Regions from separate parts of the Mus musculus genome. Here region 1 is linked to region 2. A link is a contact called in public Hi-C data. All regions are on one chromosome and are shown on one strand. The core of a region is the stretch at or near the end of the contact, and the rest is flanking DNA. Distances in the headings are between cores, read along the strand shown.

Region 1 (5,750 bases), core at 246-2,745, 330 kb after region 2:
CAAGCGTGGTGTGTGTGTGTGTGTGTGTGTGTGTGTGTGTGTGTGTGTGTGTTATCGAGACCGGGGCGGGGGGCGTTTACGCGTTGCTTTTCAGATCCAGTTTTAAGTGTGTGTGTGTGTGTGTGTGTGTGTGTGTGTGTGTGTGTGTGTGCGCGTGTGTGTTTCTAAGAGAAAAGGATTTTCCATCGCCCAAGAGGCCATCAAGTTTTAAGATTGCGAGGCACGACTTCTAATCGCATCCTCCGCGGAAAAGTACAAACAGTTCCTGAGACGAGGTCCCCCACCTCCCACGCGCTCCCCAGCTCTCCCTCCCTGCCTAGAACCCGGACAACCTCCCCAACACCTGTGAATCATCTAGAGGCTGCACCACCGAACTATTTGCATATCGCCGCCTGCCCTACCCAGCTCCTGACTGCTCCTGACGCACGACAAGCAAAGACAGGATTATATTGTGTGGTTATTACTTCTAATCTTTCATCTGAACCAGCAGAAGTAGACATTCTTGCTCATACCAGACCCAGAGGTTCAGAGGGTCGGCCACTGAAAGTGCTTGTGCAATGAGTGACCCTCCAGATTTCAGTACTGTCCTAGCCACCTTCCCCCCACCCCCACCCCCGGATGTCTGGACACGTTCTAAGAAACCCGAATACCGCTCTAGGCCCAGACTGCAAATTCAACCCGCCACAGAGTCATCTATAAGCCCCGGGCAAACAACTCGCAACTCAAAGCCCTAGCCCTGCAAACCCAAGCTAATAGGGCTAACTAGCTTCCCTCTCCCTTTCCCCAACTCAGGTGTTATCTCGGTGATAATTGCTCTGACGTACTTTAAAAGAAAGTGTGAGCCTTTCCCAAACTGGCCATGATTAAATGAGAACTCTAAACCTGCAATGCTGCTTTAATACAATAATTTTCATAAAAATAGCAATGTGAGTAACCTGGTCACGAAAGGAGCTGGTGAGAGCGAGAGCTGAGGGGAATGCCTCTTCGGACCCTCTTCTCTGGAGAAAATAAATCACAACAGAAATCTATGCCAATCCCTCACATCATTACCCTTCTATTCCTTTACCTTCCTCTCGTGTCTGTGACTCAACCAAAGACAAATCATCAGGGGAACGTTTTACATATAAATATGTATATGTTTACATTATTATAATTGTATATACATTCCAAACACACGTATTTACATACATATATTCACATATGCATGCACACGTAAGCAAACGCATAGGCCATCAGGAAAACAGTCGCAAGAAATATGTATTTCCCAAGACGGTGCTAAAATGGAGTCAAAAGAATCGCTCCATTTGGGTGTTTATAAAAGATTGAAATAAAAAGGGTTGCTGCAAAGCGCTCAGGGAGCTGAGTCAAGCGCTCCGCACCTCCCGGCTCCTCCCCTACCGCCCCCAGCCACCTTCCTCCCTCCGCCCTCCCCCATCACACTTCCTCCCCGCCCCTCGAGGAGCCGGCTATTAAAAGCTGCTGACGTCAAAGGAACGGCCATCTTTGATGAGGGCAGAGCTCACGTTGCATTGAAGAAGAAACCTCGGGGAGGTCTGGAGCTGTCTTTCCTTCCCTCCCTACCCGGCGGCTCCTCCACTCTTGCTACCTGCAGGGATCAGCGGACAGCATCCTCCGGAGAAGACAAGGTAAAGAGCCCCCTCCCCCGATCCAGGTCCTAGCCCTGTATGGCTGCATACACAGAAGGGACTGCAGCTGGCAGCCCAAGTGAGCCTGGGTAAATACAAGTATTGGTGCACTTAGGGTGCGGTATTCCCTGTGTGCATATCTACCTAGACTCTCGCCTGGGGCTGCATAAAAGTATTTTCGAGGTGAGCTGTTTGGAGAAGGAGTGAATGGGGACACTACAGATGGAGTGGTGGGAAGAAATAGCGAGGATGTGTACAGAATAATAACTTACTCTTTTGAAGCAGCCGTGGGACCCTCTTCCATCTTGCGATGCAGTTTTGAGATATGTTTAGGTTATTAGGATTGTGGGGTTTTTTTTCTACCTGTAGTCTAAAATTTAAAAGCAAAACACGATCTTGTAGTTCGTTCCAACCCTATGATTATGACTGTAGTGTTTAGGGCACTGCTACCCAAGGGAGATGAGAAGGCAGGGTGTGGGCGCTGGGGAGGCGAAAGGAGAAGGGGGGCAGTTCCCTCCCTGGGCAAGCTGAGCTGCGGCAGCGGCAGCGGCAGCAGCCTCCATGCCCCACAGACTTGATTTATGCCGCCTGCCCCAAGTCAGCTACAGGCGAGCATGTGCTGCAAAGTGGGAGAGCTCTGGAGGTTTGGTGCGGTGGGCTAGACTAGTGGGGGTGCGATGGCGGGAGCTCAGCACCCTGGACAGGAGTGCTCGGCGCCCGCGTCGGCGCCCTGACCTTTCAGCACCGCGGACAGCGATCCGGCTGCAGCGCCGCATTACCTGCTGCAGAGATGCCTGGCTGGGACTAGAGGCCAAATTTTCTCTCTGAGATCCAGGTCTTATAGAAAGTCTTAATAGAGCTCGCATAGTAGATTAAAAGAAAGACAGAAGAATAAATCCTGTCAGCAGGGATTTATTTACAGACAATTGCCTGCTCTCTTCCTCACTTCCCACGTAGCTTCAAGAAAAAGCAGACTACTTGTAGAAGCCTTCTGTATTTCTTCCTGTGCCTTGGTTTAGACAAAAACAAAACAACAAAACAAAACAAAACCATACTTTTAAAAACGGTCACTTATCCTCCATTACGACATATATACTGTAATTTTTTGTATTTAACACAGGGTAGATATATCCGTTGATATTAGGTGGGCTCCAGTGGGCTTATAAGATGATGCTAGTACTATCTATTTATAGGACAGTTCCTTCCCTGTGTTTTTTTTTAATATGGGTTATCTGAACTAGTTTCTGGAATAAATCCCTTTGTCACTTTTCCTTTATTCTTAAAACTAGGTAGAAACAAGCATACACAGCCAAAAGAAAAATTTCAATATCTTTGGCTGTGGTTTTGGAGTTAGTGCATTTCATATTAACATTGGATATGGCAGATTGATTGCTGTAGATGTTGACGTTAAGAATGGTCATCCTTGGGAGAAGTTAAACATGTCCTTCAGGGTTATGAATCGGCTGAAGCAGGAATCTGACCCCCAAGATTCACTGCAATTTCTATTATGGCACTGCAGGATTTTGCTGAGGTCATGATAACTATTTTCTTCTCTGAGGCTTAGAGACTCCGCATGAGCAAAAATTGTCATGATGATAAATATCTGTTTGATTTAGAGTCTCATAATTGTCATGAATGTATCAAGACTAAAATGATATGCTTTCCACAGTTGTTAAATGAGAATAACAGCTTCATATATAAGGATGTATATAATGCATTAAAGACATGCTAGCATGAACCCTTTTAAAGACCTCCTCCCAAAGGTCTTGAATTGTGTTCATTTAGTTATAACTCCAATCATCTGTCTCCCAAAGATACTAAAATTCTCTATTAAAAAGAGTTATTTTATCCCCAGCTATTTATTTGTGGGTTCTCTTTATAAAAATCATGTGTTTCCATGTATGTATATGCTGGCATATTATTGTGTGTAGATGTAAGTTGATCTCAGTGGAAATTCATTCCAGATTATTTAGCTGCATGGGAGTTTATAACTCTGAAATCTTCAGATATAATAAACAACTACGTTTCATTGATGGGAGGTGGAGGGGGGGGGGAGTATGGGGAGGAGTCTTATTTAAATGCTTTGCTGTTATAGTGCAAATCCAGACAGTTCTGCGCAGTTGCGTCAAATGCAAAGCCTAATGCTGCCTGAATTATGTGCTTGAACGTTAGTAATTACTGCTAGGTTTGCTGGATAGTGGAAGATGAAGGAAGGGGGCATAGCATTGCAGTAAAGCTGGCTAAGGTGCCGAGGTGGGAAAAAGAGGCAATATGAGTATTTATATAGCTGAATATATAGGAAAGTTAGCTGAGAAAATAAAAAGAAATGTACCTGTGACGTAGATTTAACATTTTTGTCATGGAAAATCTTCAGAAGGAAAAATAATAAGATGGTTTTTCTTCGTTTTAAAAATCCAGGACAATGTGATGAAGGAGGTGGGAGCAGAGAGGCATATGGAGAATCCAGGAAACATTCCTGCAGATGGTGGGATGGAACCTGCTTGTTTGTTTATTGTTGTTTTCCACATTTAGCATTCTCAGCACAAAATAATGTACAATTTCTACAATCTTTTCATGGTGCAATATCCCTAGAATTGATAATTTAACCTTTACTTTATAAAGCTTTCACAGCTCTAAGGCAAGCTGTCCCTTAATTTGTTAGATGATATTCCTAAACTCTAAAGTTAACCCTGCAGTAAAGGTTATCAGCTGAACAATTGATTTCTCCTCCAATGACGCCTAGCAACTGCATAGCAGCTGGCCTTCAGGAGAACTGTTGGCTTTGACCATTGTAGAAATAAAAACAATGTAATAAAGAGATTGAAGGAGGAAACAAAAGAAAATCCTGACTTTTAAATGATGCACTATCAATAAGCAATGCTTCTTACATTATGAGATTGCGTTACAGTACTAGAAAAGCAGGAAAAATAATGGGTTTGGCCTCAGCACTGGATACATTCTGCAATGTCATCCCTTGCCAGCAGGCACCAACCTAATAGGAAGATATTGATCAGTCAGAAAGCACCAGATACATAAATCAACCCCACAGGGGATATAACATTTCATGGTTATATGGTTTTTGACCTCAGTAAGTTTAGAATCTAGTAATCTTAATAGAAATAATAAGTAATAAAACTTATCACACAAATCCAAAGTTAAAAACCAATAAAACAAGGAAAAATTATGAGATTGTAAGTAATTCATTTGTAAGTAAATGTGAGCGGTGGTAAGGATAGGGTTTCAGACAGGGCAAAATCAAAGTAGACATAGGTCTTGAGCTAGCCTGGAAAGGTTGAAAAGAAATTAGAACGGCCTGCTAAGTAAACAACTTCAAGTTATGTAAGCCAGGCTATCTTTCTTCAGTGAATCCTGCAAATGTCTAGCCATTTGGAGACAGTTGAAAGCTTGTATAGGGTTTTCTAGAATGGAATTAGAGCCCCCTATGGAATGTTTTGAATGGCAATCTTAGAATTAGATATTTTACTCTAAAATTGATTTCTGAGTAATATAACTAGCAAAGCAACGAGGTTCTGGCTAACACCCCAAAATTAACAGAGTAGTTTAATCCCCAGTATTAAAGGGAAACACATCACTATCATCAAGGGTGATTCATTTAAAAAAAAAAAAGTCCTGTAGTTAAACATCACTTACCATCTCTCTCCAAGATATTCGCACCTATATGGACATATAGTCCTCCCCCATAAGTGAATTGCAGTTTCGGTGTTCCATATTTAACTAGAACAAACTATCTGAGATGAATACATGCTAGGGAAATTAAAAGGCAGGTCAGAAACCAGGTGATCAGAGATCCTAGGATGTACATTTGAATAATAAACATAGTGTAGAACGGTCTCTCCCTCTCTCTGAATATTCCACATTGGCAAATGCACTGAATTGGGGCAGGAAGGGGTCGGTTTTTCACAATGTGTTACATACTGCATGACAAATTGAACCAGTGCCTAAAAATGGAGCGTGGTGGTAACATTTTATAAAGCTGGGGTAAGCAGAGGTAAATAACAGAACACATTTCTTTTCCAACTAAGCAGGCTGATTCTTCTTGGTTCCCTATATCCTAGAGCTGGATTGAAGTCTAAACTACACACA
Region 2 (6,549 bases), core at 3,497-5,996:
ATGGCTTTGTCTTTTATAGTAGTGTCAGAGATGGCAACATGTATTTTAGAAAAAGATACCAAAGCTTCAATTTTTAAGACTATGTGGCACTTTGGGCTGTTCAGGGCAAAGGAAATGGAAGTGTCAAAGGTGATGCCTGCTATTCTGCTTAAGTGATCTTCATAAACTGTATACCATTTATCACAATAAGAAAAGCAAAGCAAAGCTGTGGTATTAGGGGAATCTAAGTGACATTACTGGACAACAAAATCCAGTAGAGATAATCCTGTTAGGGTTCTCCTTGTTTCTTAACCTATGGTACCTAGTAGGTGCATTATTGCCCTGATATAAAGTAAGTCCATTGTGTATGAGTGAGTGAGTGAGTGAGTGTGTGTGTGTGTGTGTGTGTGTGTGTGTGTGTGTGTGTGTGTTGTGATGTGGTGTTTACAGTTTAGGAAGTAATGGGTTTTCGTGTAACTTTTCTAGAAGGTCTTTGATGCTAGTTATTCCTCCCCATACCTTCTGTTCTGCCTTCCTACCCAGGACCAGATATCACCCTCCTAAAACTCAGTAATCATTGAAGAAGGGGAACAGAGAAGCTGTGAGTGACAAGGAAACAGCCCTTTTCCTGGCACAACAAGACAGTTGCACCTATGAACTTGCAGCTATTGCAGCAACAGGAACAAGACCTGCAAACGCTCAAGCCATGAAGTGGGGAAATGGGCAGAGTCCCAGCCCTGCCTGAGGAGATATTGGAAACTCTCAGTTGCTGACAGAAGTAATGCAGTTTTCTTAAATGGTGTGGTGTCTGGTAGCTGTAAACTCTCCAATGCACAGCAACACACCCAATATATAGGCAGCGTAAATTAGACTTCAAGGGTTATAAAAAAATTGGAACAAAAAATTTGAGTGGGAATGCTATGGGGATTGGATCTAGGAGGATTGGTTATAGTCAAAAGACAGTGTGTGGAATTCTTGAAGAACTAATGATTAGAAATCATGAGAACTAATTTTTTAAATCCCCCACAAAAAATAAAGTGATAAAGAAGGATGAGGAGGATAAGGATGAGGATGAGGGGGAGGGGGAGGAGGAGGAGGGGAGGAGGAGAAGGAGAAGAGAAGAAGAAGAAGAAGAAGAAGAAGAAGAAGAAGAAGAAGAAGAAGAAGAAGAAGAAGAAGAAGAAGAAGAAGAAGAAGAAGAGCTATAAACAGTTGAGATAACTCAGGAGGTAAAAGGTGTTTGTCATCAGACCTAATGACCTTAATTCAATCCTTGGAACATACATAGAGAAGGAGAAAAATTATTTCTGCTAGTTGGCCTCTGACATCTTCACATGTGCTACAACATGTACATACATCCCACACACAGAAACACATAGTACATACATATACACATACACATACACATATACATATACAAACATGCTTTATAAATACCACCCTCCATTGGATGGCCCTAAACCCATGAGTCTATAGGCAGCCCAAACTCTCTCTTGTCTCTCTCTGTGTCCCTGTATCTCTGTCTCTCTATGTTTCTATGTCTATCTCTATCCCTGTGTGTGTGTGTGTGTGTGTGTGTGTGTGTGTGTGTGAGAGAGAGAGAGAGAGAGAGAGAGAGAGAGAGAGAGAGAGAGAGAGAGCATAAATTTAGAAGGAACATGGAAGGATTTAGATAGAGGAGTGACAGAGTGAATAAGAAGAAAATACATTATGTGCATATAAGAAAGTCTCAAGGAGCTAATAAAATGTATATCTATAAATAAAAATAAATATATTAAAAAGAAGAAAAGGTGTAGGATTTTCATTTTTTTGCTGTTATGTTGTAGGTGTTGTTGATGATGATGTGTTTTGACTTAGTAATATAGCCCAAAAGGGAGAAGACGTATGAAATTCCTCAGCACGTATAGAAAGCCTAAGTCCCACTTTGTTTCAGTTTTCATGTAAGTGACTCATGGTGACGTGTCTATCACCCTTCCCTTCACTGTCACACTTGGGAACACAAAATTCAGATAAGTTAGTTACATTAAATATCCCATGCCAGCAGGGTTTTTGAACCCATACTATTCTTCATATTCTGAAACTTGATGGCATAGTATTGATCCTATCATTGTTATTAGAAAAGTTAGTAAAGTAAGTTAAATTTTCTCTCCCCTAAACTCAATGACAACCCTGAACTTGTCCATGTGACCTACTTTACAAGTCTGATCTTTGCAGTTGTAATTGAATTAAGACAAGGCTATAGTTAGCTCTAAATGATATAGGAACAGTGTCCTTACATAAAGACTGAAACATGGACAGGAGAACAGACACAGAGAGGAGAACACATGGACATGAAGGTAGAAACAGAATAACGTGATTGGGGTAAGGTATGTCTAAGACTATAAGAATCACCTTCTCCTAAGAGCATCAGAGGATTGCCATGCTAACACTGAGATATTAGACAGAAAATACCCAGATCTGCATCAATAAATTTCTACTTCTTTAAGCTACCAAGTTGGGGGTGTATGGCTATGTCAGTGCTAAGAAATAAAACAATTTGGAGTATTTCAGTAAAAGTAAATTGAATTTGACTTGCATAGCAAATACATATAACATGGGTTCCAAACACATACATGTCCTTCTCAAAGAGATTTCCCCATGCCCAGTTTCTTTGTATTATTATTAATGTCTACATCTATCCATTTATGTGGGCTTTGCTTTGTGAATCACAAGTCTTTGTTGCTGATACATTAAATCACTTCCACAAAATCCCACACCTAAATACGGAGGAACCAGAGTTCAAATTTAGCTTTATCTCATCACTAAAATGACACTGTATTCCAGAACATCTGTCTCTGGTGCCTGTCCATTGCAGCATATTCTGAGGATGTAGGAAAGGCATTGGCAACCTCGGCTTTCAATGCCTACAATCAAAACTCACGTTTGTTAATTAAATGATAAGTTGCAAGGACTGAGTACAATCAATCTCTTATTCACAGAGGAACACGAAGTTTATTCTACTACAAGTATTGTCAATGAACTTGCCATTAGCTTCTACAGCTTTCATTAGAAGTTCTGCTTTGCACACGTGTATTCAAAGTCAAGGTGTTATCAGATTGGACACTTATAGCTTTACTCTACTTAAATTCATTTCCCTCCTGCAGTCTCTGTTTCATTATCACAATACTGACTCATTCTTGCCACCTAAGGAGATCATAAGAATAAATAGTGTAAGTGCAGAGGAAAGTATCTAAACTTCATATTCACAGACAGATGCCCAGCCTGAAAAGATAAAACAGGGGATGAAGGTGTGTTCTAAATTTACCTTTCCTCCCTCTCAGGGGGCTATGCTGCTAATCATAACAGATACAACTGTAAGGTGTCACATCTGTTGTTGCAGAATGTCAACTTTAAGAAGGCTTGTGTAGGAGGGACTTCTTCAGGGAGTAATGTGTCCATCTGTAAATTAAAGATGCTGCCTTTACACCAAATGCCACAAGAGGGTCTCTGATGTTTTGTGAAGTACCTATTTCCCCAGAAGTGTATCCAGTTTTCCAAGTCGTTATCAATTATTGGCCAAGACATTTTTTTCTTTACTACTCTAATATTTAAAAGATCTGTTCAGTTCTTTGAAAGGTTAGGGCTCCCTTAATTGAGATATGAATGCTGGCAAATTAACTTCTACCCTATCACAATGGAAAGCTCCAGACACACTCGGTTTCAAAACGGATGCTCACATTTGTGCCCTAAACTGGACACTTGACAGTCCTGAGACTTTCCAAGTTTATCCTCTAGGAGACTGACATTGTACAGAATTTTAACCAGAGTTTGGAAGTGATATTCTCTTCCACATTCTGTCCACCAATGTTCACAAGCAGAAGTTCTTTCCCAATCCATTGCAACCCACTAAGCGAACAGAGACAAACAACAAAGGAAAACACAGTCCCATAAAGGTTCCGCTATTGCATCTGGTGGTCCACACCTGCTAAAAGACAAAAACCATATGGGAACCCTGCCCTGGCAATGCATCCAGCACTCCCTGGGAGCAGCAGGCACTGTCGTATCACCGGCAGGGCGTGCGCGAGTGCATACACAAAGAACTGCTGCTGGGCTTGCTAGCCTTTCGGGGTACCAGCAGACTCCTAGAGCTGGCATCCAGGGTGATCTCCTACGCCCTCCATCCTAGCATAAGAGCGCTATCCTTTATTTGACCGGTGAAGAGCCCAAGCTGGATGATATCGCAAAGATTGGGGGTTGGGGAGTGGGCGGACCCTGGATCCCTTGCCCATTCTCAGAGGTCCCCAGCCTTTGGCATCTCCTAGGAGATGCACAATCAATTGTGCTGTCATAGAGGTCTCCTTTCGCATCCTCTCTAGGCAAAGCCAGATGCCCGGTGTAGCAACCGTGCGCATCTTGGCAAGCGCCCCTTCTGGAGCCGCTACCCATAAGCCGACCTGCCCGGTGCTCCTGCCTACCTGGTGGCTGGCTGTCAGCAGAGAAGTCGCGGTACCTCATCTGCTTCTCCGCTGCTGCTACATCTGTTATATCGCTCCAAGCGCCATGTTCCTGCTCTCCACGGGCGCACGCCAGGGAACTACTACGGCTGGGAAGGGGCAAGGGGGGCGGGGGCTAGAGGAGGGGGTGGGGGCAGAGTCAAAGCTTTTTACTCTCCTCCCAAACCTCTCCCAGCTACTGAGCATGCCCAAGCCGCCTGGCTTCGCCCCTAGGAGGACTGTCCGCTGAGACCACTCAGCTGCTCCGGGTTTTAGGAGCAGCCCGCTGTAGGAAAGCTGTAGCAATTGAGGGGGGTGAAAGGGGGAGTGTGGAGGGAGTGTCTGCACGCCCGAGCTGGAGAAAACAGCCAATCGGATCACACTTTCCTTCTACCATCCCCCTGCGGGCTACTCCCGCATACCCCTCCCTGAACATCCCAGTTTGTCCAAATTTTCTATAGGACCTTTGCAAAGCCGCACTACATCAGTATGCTAGCTAGTCTCTTTAGCATCACCTGGTCCTGTGCTTCGCAAACTTTAATGAGCCTTTGATTTAAAATACAGATTTGGATTCAACTGCCTGGTCCTGAAAGTCCCCGTGCCATTCGGCTGGTCCTCTGAAAGGTCAGGAGGTGCAAGAATCCAGAAACATCTTCTATAACCTCTAATTGGTCATGGAGTCTTTAATCAGCAATGGACTTATCAGCCTAAGGAGTTACCTTCAGCTTTTGATGATAGCAGCGGTTCAAGGGAGGATGTCCCCTGGGATGTCATGCCTTTCCTGGAAAGAGGCTTTGTAGGGCACACACTGAAGACAGCATAAAACCATTAGTTTGATCTAGAATTAGGAGTTTCGGAGACGATGGGCTCTTGGATCAATTCACAATCGCTTTGATACTTGAGACTAGGAAACTCGTGCTCAGTCAGTTGACCTGTTGTTGACCTGTTGTCCAATTCAAGCCTGAACCAGTCTATCCTGACTGTCTACCTGTCTTCTCTGAGCCTGGGACAAAACCTGAGAGGTTCGATGTAATGTCAAGGCTGGGCTTGACAGTTGAGACTGACTGGTCTTTTGAGAGCAAAAGACCACAGGAGGTATCGGTAATATTGAGATTAGTCACTGCCCACATGAAACCAATCAATTCACAAAACCAACCAAGAGACTTTAATCTTGGTTTTGAGAGAGCCACATCCTTCTTCATCCTCAGAGATCTCTAGATTGTCCTTATGAGAATATAGTGTCTGATCCTATAACTGAATAAGTCGGTTATAAAACAGGGCCAGTTTGCTAGTGAATAGTAGATGCTTATCATCTCCTGTCCCCGTGGCTTATCTGTTCACACACTACTTTCACTGAAGTAACTTATATATCAAAACAGAATCATGGCAGGAGCTGGTGCTAAAGATATTGCCACAGCTGTTAAGAACTCATGTTGCCCATCCAGAGGTCCCAGGTTCAGTTGTATAGGGTGGGTCCGAGCTGTACGTGACTCTGACTCCAGTGGATCTCACACACTCCTCTGGTATCAGTGGTGCCTTTTTCCACCTGGTACACAAAGAAGCATCCAGACACATATATACACATAAAAATAAATCTTTAAAAAATAGATCACAGAACAGATAGATGGTCACTGTTCTCCACTGATGTTTCTAAGTGTGAAGGACATATGTATCTTGGCCTATCAAATCCTATTTTTCCCATTCATATGACTAAAGTCAATAAATTTATCAATGCTTGAAACTGCTCAAATAGCCCTACCTCACCTCTCACCAACTGGATTGCTGTCCCATGGCCATTGGCATAATATTTTCTATTCTTTACTTTCCCCTATGTGGACTTGGACAGATGCAAATGACAGGAAATATTTTATTAAGATGAAGTTTACTTGTAGTTTTAGTATCAATAAAAAGTGCACACACTGCCAAAGTGAACTATATAATCTGAATAATATAATTTTATATTATAATTATGCCATCATGAATAGCCATGAAACAACTGATAGAAAAAAATCATAAATGAAAATCTGCTCCAAAGGAAACTACCAGGCTTAGATGGTTTCACTAGAGAAACGCTCTAAGTAGTGTAAAATACAAAACA

What was found. A called contact is a pair of places that touch in the nucleus more often than the background predicts.
Region 1: a Hi-C map of cortical neurons shows a contact between it and region 2, with 5 times the contacts expected there. The contact joins the promoter of Snap25 here to the promoter of Pak7 in region 2. A contact is called at or near these places in 2 of 39 promoter capture datasets (neutrophils and stem cell-derived epiblast-like cells) and 3 of 484 Hi-C or Micro-C datasets (cerebellar granule neurons, cerebral cortex and cortical neurons).

What each region holds. Positions count from the first base shown.
Region 1 is chr2:136,711,955-136,717,704 of GRCm38.p6, forward strand. Snap25 (synaptosomal-associated protein 25) reads left to right here and starts at 1,496. Exons shown (of 8, transcript NM_011428.3): 1 at 1,496-1,646. Gm32659 (a long non-coding RNA gene) reads right to left here and starts at 2,384. Exons shown (of 3, transcript XR_375013.3): 1 at 1,919-2,384.
Region 2 is chr2:136,383,221-136,389,769 of GRCm38.p6, forward strand. It overlaps Pak7 (p21 (RAC1) activated kinase 7), which reads right to left and starts at 4,747. Exons shown (of 10, transcript NM_172858.2): 1 at 4,434-4,747.